Linked DNA regions of Mus musculus: region 2 is linked to region 1. Evidence: chromatin contacts called from public Hi-C data. All regions are on one chromosome and are shown on one strand. Each heading gives the region's core, a stretch centred on a gene start, on an enhancer-like site or on the middle of the called end of the contact. The rest is flanking DNA. Distances are from core to core; before and after follow the strand shown. Region 1 overlaps Pawr (PRKC, apoptosis, WT1, regulator). Region 2 overlaps Syt1 (synaptotagmin I).

Evidence for each region. A called contact is a pair of places that touch in the nucleus more often than the background predicts.
Region 2: a contact with region 1 is called in a Hi-C map of uterus, with 2.7 times the contacts expected there. The contact joins two enhancer-like sites. A contact is called at or near these places in 2 of 484 Hi-C or Micro-C datasets (nephron progenitors and uterus) and 2 of 115 datasets of contacts at active chromatin or transcription factors (epiblast stem cells and pancreatic cancer cells).

What each region holds. Positions count from the first base shown.
Region 1 is chr10:108,348,339-108,354,066 of GRCm38.p6, forward strand. The region is part of intron 2 of Pawr (PRKC, apoptosis, WT1, regulator); the gene reads left to right. Among named protein-coding and RNA genes, the nearest start is that of Gm23105, 12 kb to the right of the region's middle. Within about 2 kb of position 1,978, at least 27 of the 459 cell types and tissues checked have an H3K27ac peak or open chromatin away from gene starts, as enhancers often do. A contact at or near this core is called in uterus, where this site is marked.
Region 2 is chr10:108,534,867-108,540,432 of GRCm38.p6, forward strand. The region is part of intron 9 of Syt1 (synaptotagmin I); the gene reads right to left. Among named protein-coding and RNA genes, the nearest start is that of Gm36601, 82 kb to the left of the region's middle. Within about 2 kb of position 2,970, at least 78 of the 459 cell types and tissues checked have an H3K27ac peak or open chromatin away from gene starts, as enhancers often do. A contact at or near this core is called in uterus, where this site is marked.

The sequences.
Region 1 (5,728 bases), core at 728-3,227:
TCAGGTATTGATCGAGTGTAGAAGGGCAAAGCAGAGCACCCAGGCACCCTGGAAGCACACAGAGCTAGCTCCTCCGGGAACCTCTGCTCCTTTATGCCCCAGGTTTAATGCTCCATGCTTGAAGCATGAACCATTTCACTTACCCTAGGGAAATAAATTTCCTTGTTGCTGGAAATATTAAAATATTCCACACTTTTATTAAGGAAAAAAAAAAAGCAAGTAAAGAAAACAAGATAGTATAACGAAACCTATGTACAGATGTGCCATTGCACACATATCTTCAGTAATTAATCAATTTATGCCAAATCTGATTTCACCCATTCTCCTAACCACATTTTTTGATATGGTCCCAGATTTCCTAATATAGTACTCATAAATAGAATGAATTATGAAAGATAGGACTCTTGTTTTGGTTTTGGTTTTTTGGTTTTGTTTTTTTTTACAATAACCACTGTATCACTATTTTTTTTATAAATAATAGTTAAGCCTTAAGAGTTCAAATTTCCAATTTTGTCTTGTGTGATTTTTTATATATTAACCAAATAAGGTCTTATATACTGCAAGTCTGTCTTTGCAGTTTATTTGTTGGAAAGAGATGATCACATGTACTGCAGTGTTTACGTTAAAGTTCAACACAACCATTGGGATTCATTATTTCCTGTCAAGTGTAGGTTAGGTGTAAGCTCAGGTTCAGTCATTGCTTTTGCAGGAAGAATGCTGCTTCTTAGGTGGCTCTCTGCTTCTGACGGAGGAGTCACAGTCTGGCCCTTTTCCTTCTGTGATGGGACTGATGAGTCAGATGTACACCTGTCACCAAACTTTACTCGAGGGATCCCTTCCTGTTCTTAAAAATTACCCAGTGGAGTGCTCTCACAGATTTTTTTTTTTTAATTTTTGGTGCGTTTAAATATTACCATTTCTACAAATGTTCGTCTTACTAGGAACTTCAGATGGGTAAACTTTAGGAATTTATGTTGTTTAGAAATAGCAGGAATAAACTGTCTTGTGTATGCTTAGGAACATCATCTTTGCAAAGGCTGCTTCACAAAGCAGAAGCTTAGGAGACTCATGTTCTGCCCTCTGTGTCTTTGATCCCCAGCTGCAGAGCACAGCTGGATTCTCATCATTACCTGCATCACTGCTTCCTCTGCTTGTTGTGAAACCGTGGGTCCTGGGGCCTTGCAGCTTGATGCACATTCCTGAGAGAGAGAGAGAAGGCCAGAGGGCCAGGCACACAGTGGTGCTGTGGAGACTGCTTTGATGTTGCTCACTCTGGCGAGCCTTTGGGATCTACATGGTCCCTAGACTATGCTTCTGGAACACTTAGTTTTTAGTCCATTTTTTGTTTCATCCATCCATCCATCCACCCATCCATCCATCCATCCATCCACCCATCCATCCATCCATCCACCCACCCATCCATCCATCCACCCACCCAGCCATCCATCCACCCACCCATCTACCCATCCATCCATCCATCCATCCATCCATATTTCTGGTTTTATAAGACAGGGTTTGTAGTTCTGGCTGTCCTGGAACTCATTCTATAAGACCAGGCTGGCCTTGAACTTGAAGATCTGCCAGCCTCTCCCTCCGAAGTGGTTACAAAATGGAGATATTCTCACTAGAGATTTTTTTCTTTTTTCTTTTTTTTTTTCTTGTACACCAGTGATCTCCTCTGATTAACCATTTAGTTATAGAAATGCAGTTTGCAAAGTTAAGGTTCTTTCTAAGGGAGCCAGAACTGAGAGATTTGTACACTTCAGCATGCGAGTCTCCAGGTGGAGGAAGGCTCCGGATCTGTTTGCTTTGCTCTCTTAAATTATTAAGATGGAGCTGCATCTGATTGGCTGTGTGTTTTAGTGCTATGTCAGATGACACTATCATCTAGGAAGCTTGCTTGAGGAGTCTGGAAAGGACAGGCTCTTTGCAGTTAGATGGTGTCAGTCCTCAGCTTCCTTGTAGAAATGTGGTAAAGTTCAACAAGATAACATATGTGCATAGTTTAAAGAGCTTGTTTATTATAGGACAGATTACTGTTAACTCCATAGGAGTCCAAAAGGAAAAAAAAAATACAGACTCTGTTACAGGATGGAGAATTTTGCTCCAGTTTGGCCTTTAAAAGTCTGAGCTGTTTAATGTGCTTCCAGAATTACTTCCCAGATTTGAGTAAAGACAGGAAGTTGTAAGAAGGCATGCATGATAAAACTCAGACCCTAAAACTTGGAACAGAATAAAGTGGAGAGAGGGAGGCGCAAGTCACAACAGTGTAAGCAGTAGATTAATTAGGCACAATAAAAATCCAATTCTTGTTCTTAGCCACGAATGGAAAGGGGTCATCTTAATTGCTTGCTTGCTTGCTTGTGTATACTTGAGAGGAAATGTGAAATCAGTTTTGCCGTACTTAAAAAAATGGGTACTTTAATTGACTTCTGGAATTTTTATGATACAATAGAGGAGACAAGTTTATTGAGCTCACTATATATAGATCTTGAGCTATTTGGCAGTTGAAATAGCTATTTAATGTGGGTTAGCAGTGGGAAGTGTATGCGTTGGAGGATGGAAGGAACGCTAGACCAAGTATAATAATCTGTCAGCAAAATAAATCTTTCCCAGTTAGACTTGCTTTCTGTTGTTTTTGGACTCGGTGGAAAATTGTTTGAGAGATAAGAAGTTAATAGCATGGTTACGGCCTGAAGAATGTTCCGAGTTAGATATTTGTAGACTATGAATAATAAAAAAAGATTGAAATGGATTTTGTATTTATAAAATTGCCTTGAAGAGAAATAGATTTTGTATTTATAAAATTTCCTTGAAGAGAAAAAAAAATGAATCGGGTTTGGGGTGGTTTATGTCTGTGATCTCGGCACTCGGAAGCTGAGGCAGGAGGATGGCCTCATGTTCACACTGTGAGACCTCGTTTCAAGCAAACAGAGTTAGAGTTTTTTGAGAAGCCTATAAATAGTGCAATCATTCCGAGGAAACACACCTTACGTTGGAGAAGAGATGAGATCTTTTCTTCCATTGTTCTTAGTCTGTTTCATATTTATTGAGGTATAGAGCAAATGTTACAATTCAAGCACCAAAGTATACATTTTCTTGACTTTTGGAAAAAGCGTTATTGAACTGCCCCGCCCCTCCTGCCACATTGGAAACTGAAGGGTTAACATCCCAAGTAGGTGAGAAAGGCAGCGACCAAGTTCAGCAGTTCCTGGGAGGTGACTGGAATGTGCCTTTAGTCCCAGCACTCAGGAGGCAGAGGCAGGCAAATTTCTGAGTTTGAGGGCAGCCTGTTCTACAGAGTGAGTTCCAGGACCCAGGGCTACACAGAGAAACCCTGTCTCAAATAAACAAACAAACAAACAAACAAACAAATAAATAAATAAAATAGTAAAAACAAGAAAGGTACGCTGGAACCTGAAATAGTATAGTTGGTAGAATATTTGGTCTAACATGCAAAAACACATGTTCAGTCCTCACCACCACAGAAGCCAGGTTTGGTGGAGCTTGTCTGTACCCAGGAGGATTTAGGTTCATCCTTACCCGTAATTAGTTTTAGGCCAGCCTGCTCCAAAAAAGATACTCTGACCTTGAATCACATTTATGACTTTATTTGTTAATATCATGTTTAAAATGTTGATGATCCAAACCCAGACACTATGGCAGATCCAACAAGAGCTTGCTGACAGGAGTCTGATATAGCTGTCTCCTGAGAGGCTATCCAGTGCCTGGCAAATACAGAAGTGGATGCTCACAGTCATCCATTGGACAGAGCACAGGGTCCCCAAGTAACCAAGGAGCTGAAGGGGTCTGAAGCCCCATAGGAGGAACATCAATATGAACTAACCAGTACCCCCAGAGCTCCTTGGAGCTAAACCACCAATCAAAGAAAACACATGGTGGGACTTGTGGCTGTAGCTATATATGTAGCAGAGGATGGCCTAGTTGGTCATCAATGGGAGGGAAGGCCCTTGGTCCTGTGAAGGTTCTATGCCCCAGTATAGGGGAATGCAAGGACTGGGAATGGGAATGGGTGGGTTGGGGAATGGGAGGGTGGGGGGGGGAGATAGGGGATTTTAGGAAGGGAAACTAGGAAAGGGGATAACATTTGAAATGTAAATAAAATATCTAATAAAAAATGTTGATGATCTATAACATTTTTTCCAAAATAACCTGTGATCTCAAACATATCAAACTTATCTACTCAAATACTCAGCATTTGTTTACTGTCGTAAATACCTTCAGGGACATTTTCTTTTCTTTCTTTTTTTTTTTTTTTTTGACATTTTCTACTTTATATTTTCTGAGGATTTTTTTTTTTGTAATGAATTTTTTGTTGTTGTTTTGGGTTTTTTTTTTTTTGTTGTTTATTTGTTTTTTTTGAGACAGGGTTTCTCTGCATAGCTCTGGCTGTCCTGGAACTCACTCTGTAGACCAGGCTGGCCTCAAACTTCAGAAATCCGCCTGCCTCTGCCTCCCGAGTGCTGGGATTAAAGGCGTGTGCCACCACTGCCCGGCTTGTAATGCATTTGAAATCTCCTGCGAGTTAAAAGTACTGTAGTTAAGGGTTGCTGAGATGGCTCAGCAGTTAAGGGCACTTACACTCGAGCAAAGGACCTGAGTTGGCTTCCCAGCGTCTGTGACCGTCCTTAGCTCGACATTTTCATTCCTGTTAGCAAATGTCAGAATTTCTATAAGGTTTTTAATGCCTTGTGTATGTGTACTGCGCTGCTTTAGTCGCTATCAGCTGACAGACTCTTAGGTTGATTCAGTTAAATGGCTCAGTGTGAGAGCACAGGCCTGCTATGCTCCAGGGCAGGTGGCGGGTGGGGGCAGGGTAGAACGGAAGGGAGACGGGGAAGGGTTCTATTCTACCATTTGGAAGTCTGTTGTGAGCATGTAACTGTGCGTAAATCAGTGGGTTTCATGAGGGTGATGATATTTTAACCATATCATTCACCTTTTTAATGTTTTGTTTCATTAAGTAACACATATTGGCTGTACTGCTCAGTCTGAACTCTCCCTCCTCAAGGGGTGGCCCCAGTGGTCATAGTCCATTTAGATGGCACGCGAGCTTTTCAATGATGCCTCATGAAAAGTCGTAGGGATGAGAGGAGCAGAGCAGAGGGAGGGAGGGAGGGAGGTAGGGAGGGAGGGAGGGGCTTTACTCCTATGTGTGTAGATCCATGCAGTGTATTGTCTGCAAGCATCACAGTTAGCAGGCTTTTCTAGTTTTAAAAGAGCTTTCTGTGTGTGCATGTGTGTGTGTGTGTGTGTGTGTGTGTGTGTGTGTGTGTGTGTGTGTGTGTGTGTGTGAGTTCGTCAGATCTCCTGGAACTAGAGTTGTAAGTGGTCGAGAGCTACCTGGTGTGGGTGCTGGGAACTAAACCCTGGTTTTCTGCAAGAACAGCAAGTCTTCTAAACTCCTGAGAGGTTTCTCCAGCCCTTAAATGGAGCTTTCAAAGTTACATTTTAAATGTTCTTTTAGACCTATCTTTTTACTTTACCCATATTCCCAGAGATCTTTCTGTCAAGATTGTGATCATACAAGGTAATGGACTTGAAATCTTCTGCAAGTTAGAAACAGTGTATGGACTTAAGGGGCTGGCAGGACAGTTCAGTGGCCAAGAGCACTTGCTGCCCTTCGAGAGGACTTGAGTTTGGTTCCCAGCACCCCAGTCTGTACCTTTAATTGTGGCTCTAGAGGATCCACACCCTCTTCTGGCTT
Region 2 (5,566 bases), core at 1,720-4,219, 190 kb after region 1:
CCAGGCTGGCCTTGAACTCAAAGATCTACCTGCCAGCGCTGGGATTAAAGACACGGGCCACCCACCAACAACTGCCAGCTAAACTCAAACCCAGTCTTCAGTGCTGATACATTAGCGTGGGGGTCAAGCTGTACATATTTATATATTGTCCTACTGTCCTTCCCTGGTACTGTGATAAAACACCATGGCCACACACAACTTGGGGAGGAGGTTTATTTCATCTTACACTCCTAGGTAACAGTTCATCACTGAGGGAAGTAGGGGAAGGAGCTCAGGGCTGGAACAGCGAAGGAGCGCTCCTTAGTGTCTAGCTCCCTGCCTCATCTTTCTGATTTGGCTCTCTTCTTATTCACCTTGGGCCCACCTACCTAGTATGGTGTCCCTAGGGATACCATCCATGATGGGCTTGGCCCTCCCACACCAATCAACAAGCAAGAAAAATGCCACAAAGACAGCCAGCCCCTCAGGCCAATCTGATGGAGGCATTTCCTCAATTAAGTCTCTCCTTCCTCGGGACACTAGTTTGTGTCAATTTGAAAGATATGTGTCCATGTTGGAGACTGAACCTAGACTTTATTTTGTTAGGCAGAACGTCTACCATTGAGCTGTCTCCAAGTCTGGGATAGATGGTTTGAAGAATTTTTATCAAGCGAATATTTCTTTGAACTAATTTATGACCAGGAGAGAAAAAAACCGGTATTGAACTGTAAAGCAGTCAATACATGGGCAGGCAACAGAGTCATTTCTTGAGCACTGGTTCATACAGATCCGGAATGAAGACAAACAGTGTAATTTGTACACTGTCAGGACGGAGCATGATCCATTACTCCGTTTCAGGGATGTGGGACTTACTCTCTGAGATTGCATCTTTATGTGGCTAATTAGCAGCGCTGAGTGTTAGGATGCTTTGAGGATTTCAACTGTGATGATGATGAGAACTTTATTCTGCTAGAATTCCTTCTGCAGAAAACTCACGATTTCTTTCAGGGCTCATGACTGACGTTATGGTCAATAAATGAACAATGTTAATTCCTCCACAGACCAACAGGAGATATTAGGAGATGGCTACGCATCCAGAGTAAGGAAACAAAAGAAAGTTTTAAGAGATCTACCCTCTTTTCAGTTTTCTTTCATTTTCTTTATCAATGCAAATTCGAATGTTTTCATCTCTGTGGGATTCTTTCCTCCCCACATTCCACAAGGCCAGGGAAAGTCGCTGGAGCTCCAAGAGCCTCTCCTGCTACCATATTAGGAAGGAAAATGTGTAGCAGACACCCAGGGCCAAGTCGAGATAATCTACAGGGAATGTCTGTGCCTTCAAGCCAAATGAGTGCAGAAAGATGATCAAGGCAGCAAGAGAAATAATAAAACTGAACCTTGGCTTTAGCCTATGGCCCAGTTAGTGATCCCACGCTAATAAGGATGTTCTGGAAATTTCTATATCTCTTTGCCATTCAGGCACAAGAATTTAGGTATGTCTAAATGTGGATTAAAGTCCCTCTGGTTTAAAAGTAGATCAAAAAGAAATTATAGATCTTTGCTCTATTAAGAACATAAAACCTTTTTGTATGGTTGCATGCCTCATAAATCTACCTGCAATGAATAATTGATTCTACAATGAATACATTCATTTCAGGATTTTTTTTTCCTCCAGTGCTAGGCATTGAACCCAGGGCCTCACACCTCTTCAGCAAGAGGTCTACTGCTGAGCTCTGTTTGGTTCCTGGATTTTGAAAAGGTTGTGCTAACAGCCCGGCAGTTACCAGGAAACTTTCTGGTGACATTGTTTCTGCAACAAGTGAAACTGGGTAAGATTAATTACATGTTCCTTTCTCATGCATGGCAGTTCATCTATCACATCCCTGGCGAGAAATAAGTTTTTAATTAATACACGCACCAAATCAATAGATGTTTGAACATGGCAACTCTGGACTCAGAGCGAGGCACAAAATGGGGGTTTTACAGCGAAGGCCGAGCAATTATCTAGCGGATGAGATAGACTACTGAGGGCCTAACTGCCCACCTTATTAAGACGGTAATGACTACACCTGAGAGCGGGACTCTGTGATGATGAGAAATGTGACCTTGCGGCCACGTTCTGTACATTTTAAAGGAGGCAGAGGTAAAAACTGAGATCAGAGAACAGAGGTTTCATAAATCAGGACAACCAATGACGGGAGCACGGGCGAGTGCATAATTGTAGACCGAGGACAAAGCAAAGAATTTAAAGCTATTACAAAGTAATTTGTGTGCCTTAACTCTCTGGGAAATTATAATTATCAGAGAAATAATAGGTCCACACTCCAACTGCTTCTGGCCTTGTAACAGGGACAAAAAAAAAAAAAAAAAAAAGCAAGAAAGAGAGAAGGAAAGAAAGTGTGTATGTGTCTCTGTGTCTTGTGTCAGTCAGTCTGTCTGCTAAATTTGGAGCTGTAGGGTCAAATTCAACAAGTGAGCCAAAATCAAATATCTTTGTATGTTTATATATCATAATTTACAAACCAAGTTTTTCTGGCCATTATCTTTTTTGGACCCTTCGTAGAATTTCTGAAGAAGATTCCGTATTCCCTAATCTGTCAGAGGGTTTGGCTGAGTCTCCTTGTTAAGTCTCATCGAGGGTGTGGATTGGCTCTGGAGTTCTTGTTTTCCCAGTCAGCCTGTACTGCTGACCCTCCTCATAACCTTCCTCAAGACCCTTCTGAAGCCATATCAGTTGATGTACGAGAGGGCTCCTTCTGTCCTCTGCAGTAAGACTTAGGAACAGCCTCACAGCTCATTCCTTTGCTTGTTTGGCTTTCGTGTTCGTGCAATTTCGGGGTTTGGAATAGTTGCGGGGCTCATGGAGGGCGGGGGACCTCAGGCTTGTTCTGCCTTTTGGCTTTAGAATGCCAAACTGCAGGTCAGGATGGCTGGATGGCTCCCGTGAGCAGGGCTCAGGAAGGGTGCTCAATCCCTGGCTGCTACTGCCACCTCCTGTTGAAAATGGCTCATCTTGAACTGTCTTTCTGTACCTATGCTTTGAACTCAAGTATCCTAGGCCAGGCTCAAAGGATGTCAGCCAGGAGAATATTCCCATGTCTTAAGAGTTTCTGGAATCAACGACTATTCGAAGGCAGTGTGAACTGGACCGAGGCTCAGATACCATTGTTTGTAGGGGAAGGGGCCAGTAGGAGGAGGTCACGATCACGTAGTTATGTGGCTGGGGGAGGAAAAGAAGAACATAACATGTGTCCACGCATCCACTTGGAGACTGCTAAACAGAGAGCAAGCACTTCTGCTCTGAGTGTAAGAATCGTAGACAATCAGGTCTTCTCACATTAGGGAGAGGCACTGGAGGAGCTTGCATCTACTTTGAATATAAATAAATAAATAAATAAATAAAACAACTGTGCTGTCGATAGAGAGAAGCTACCAGACGTGAGGTCTACTGTCTCGATGGCAGTGTTCTGCAAAGACGATAGACTCTCCTCAGGCTCACGTTTCCAATTCTGAGAGTGTGGGTGGGGAGCCATCTTGCTATGTCAAATGAGGGTCAGTAGCGTAAAACTCAAGTTTCCTGTCTCTTTCCAGCTTCTCAGGCCTCTGGACTGGTCTGGAAGTGGGACACAGCGTAGTGAGACTGCCACTTGGTGCTGAAGAGCCACAGTGGGGAAGGGGGGCGTTGTGTCCCATCTCTTCCATTGAACCCCCTCTGTGTTTGGTGATTTTTTTTCCTCAAAACCATCAGAGTTGTCCTTTTTTTTTTTTTTAAATGAATGTATTTTCCTCTTAAGATAACTCCTGATGTTAAATTTAACTTTGTTTCTCTATTAGTGGGGGAAGTACACGGAAAGTAGTGAGCCACAAGTCCGAATCACCTCAAGGGGAATTCCAGAGATAAATCCAGAGAAAACAGTGAGTCATGGCCAAGTTACAGAAGAATACAAATCACCTGACTGCTTGTCAGGGCCTGTGGAAAGCCCCACTGCAGGTCAGTTCAGCTAACAGTCACCCGTTGTTCCCTATGAAGAAGGTATTATCATCCTTTTTTCAGCAGCTGGGGACACTAAGTCTCAGGGCCAGCAACTCATCCCTCAAGGTCAGCGGTTCTCAACCTTCTTAACGCTGCAGCCCTTTAATACAGTTCCTTATGTTCCTTACATGGTGACCCCCAACCATAGAAGCATGTTTGTGGCTGCTTCGTAACTGCAGTTTTGCTACTGTTATGAACTGTGATGTTAATATCTGTGTTTTCTGGCTATCTAAGGCAACCATCACAAAAAGTGTTTGGCTTCTCCAAAGGGGTCGTGACCCACAGTGTTCTAGGTGTTTCTGACTTCCACAGCCATGCACATATACCTCTGTACCATAATACATGGCAGAGTCACAAAGATAAAAGTGTTCTACATGCACCTACACATGCCTACATGCACCTACATGTGCAGGCCACTCTCCAGCACTTTAACAGGCTAGTATGCATTCTTCTTTACCCATCTTTAGAGTCCCCTCACTGTCGAGTTCGTGGTAGGCAGGCATCTTCTAGAGGAGGGCAGGGAGAACTGGAGTTTTAAGTATGATTCTGACTCTGAAGCCAATGCAAACTCATGAAAACGATGAAACCAAACTTGGTGAGATTTACCCGGACACTGAGTCTTTTCAACATGTCTGTTTCTTCCATCATGGGGACAGGGCATGAGAAAGACTGTGCGTGACCACAGCACCAGAATGGGTTCTCATATTATCACGTTGGTCCTAGGAAAACCCTTTAGATGCAAGTTCCATCTCATTTCAGCTGCTGCCAAATCGGCCAAGCATGGACAGTGCCTTTGGATGCTTCAAGAATGCACAGGGCATTCTAAGTTTCTGGGCTAATATCCACTTATCAGTGAGTGCATATCATGTGCGTTCTTTTGTGATTGGGTTACCTCACTCAGGATATCCTCCAATCCATCCATTTTCCTAAGAATTTCATAAATTCATTGTTTTGAATAGCTGAGTAGTACTCCATTGTGTAAATGTACCACATTTTCTGTATCCATTCCTCTGTTGAGGGACATCTGGGTTCTCTCCAGCTTCTGGCTATTATAAATAAGGCTGCTATGAACATAGAGGAGCACATGTCCTTATTACATGTTGGAGCATCTTCTGGGTGTATGCCCAGGAGTGGTATTGCTGGGTCCTCAGGTAGTACTATGTCCAGTTTGCAAAACACATGAAACTCAAGAAGGAAGACCAAAGTGTGGATACTTCGATTCTTCTTAGAAGGGGGAACAAAATACCCATGGAAAGAGTTACAAAGTTCGGAGTTGAGTCTGAAGGAAGGACCAGCCAGAGACTGCCCCACTTGGGGATCCATCCCATAAACAACCACTAAGCCCAGACACTATTGCATATGCCAACAAGAGCCTGCTGACAGGAGCCTGATATAGCTGTCTCCTGTGAGGCTATGCCAGTGCCTGGCAAATACAGAAGTGGATGCTCACAGTCATCTATTGGATGGAACACAGGGTACCCAATGAAGGAGCTAGAGAAAGTACCCAAGGAGCTGGAGGGGTCTGCAATCCTATAGGAGGAACAACAATATGAA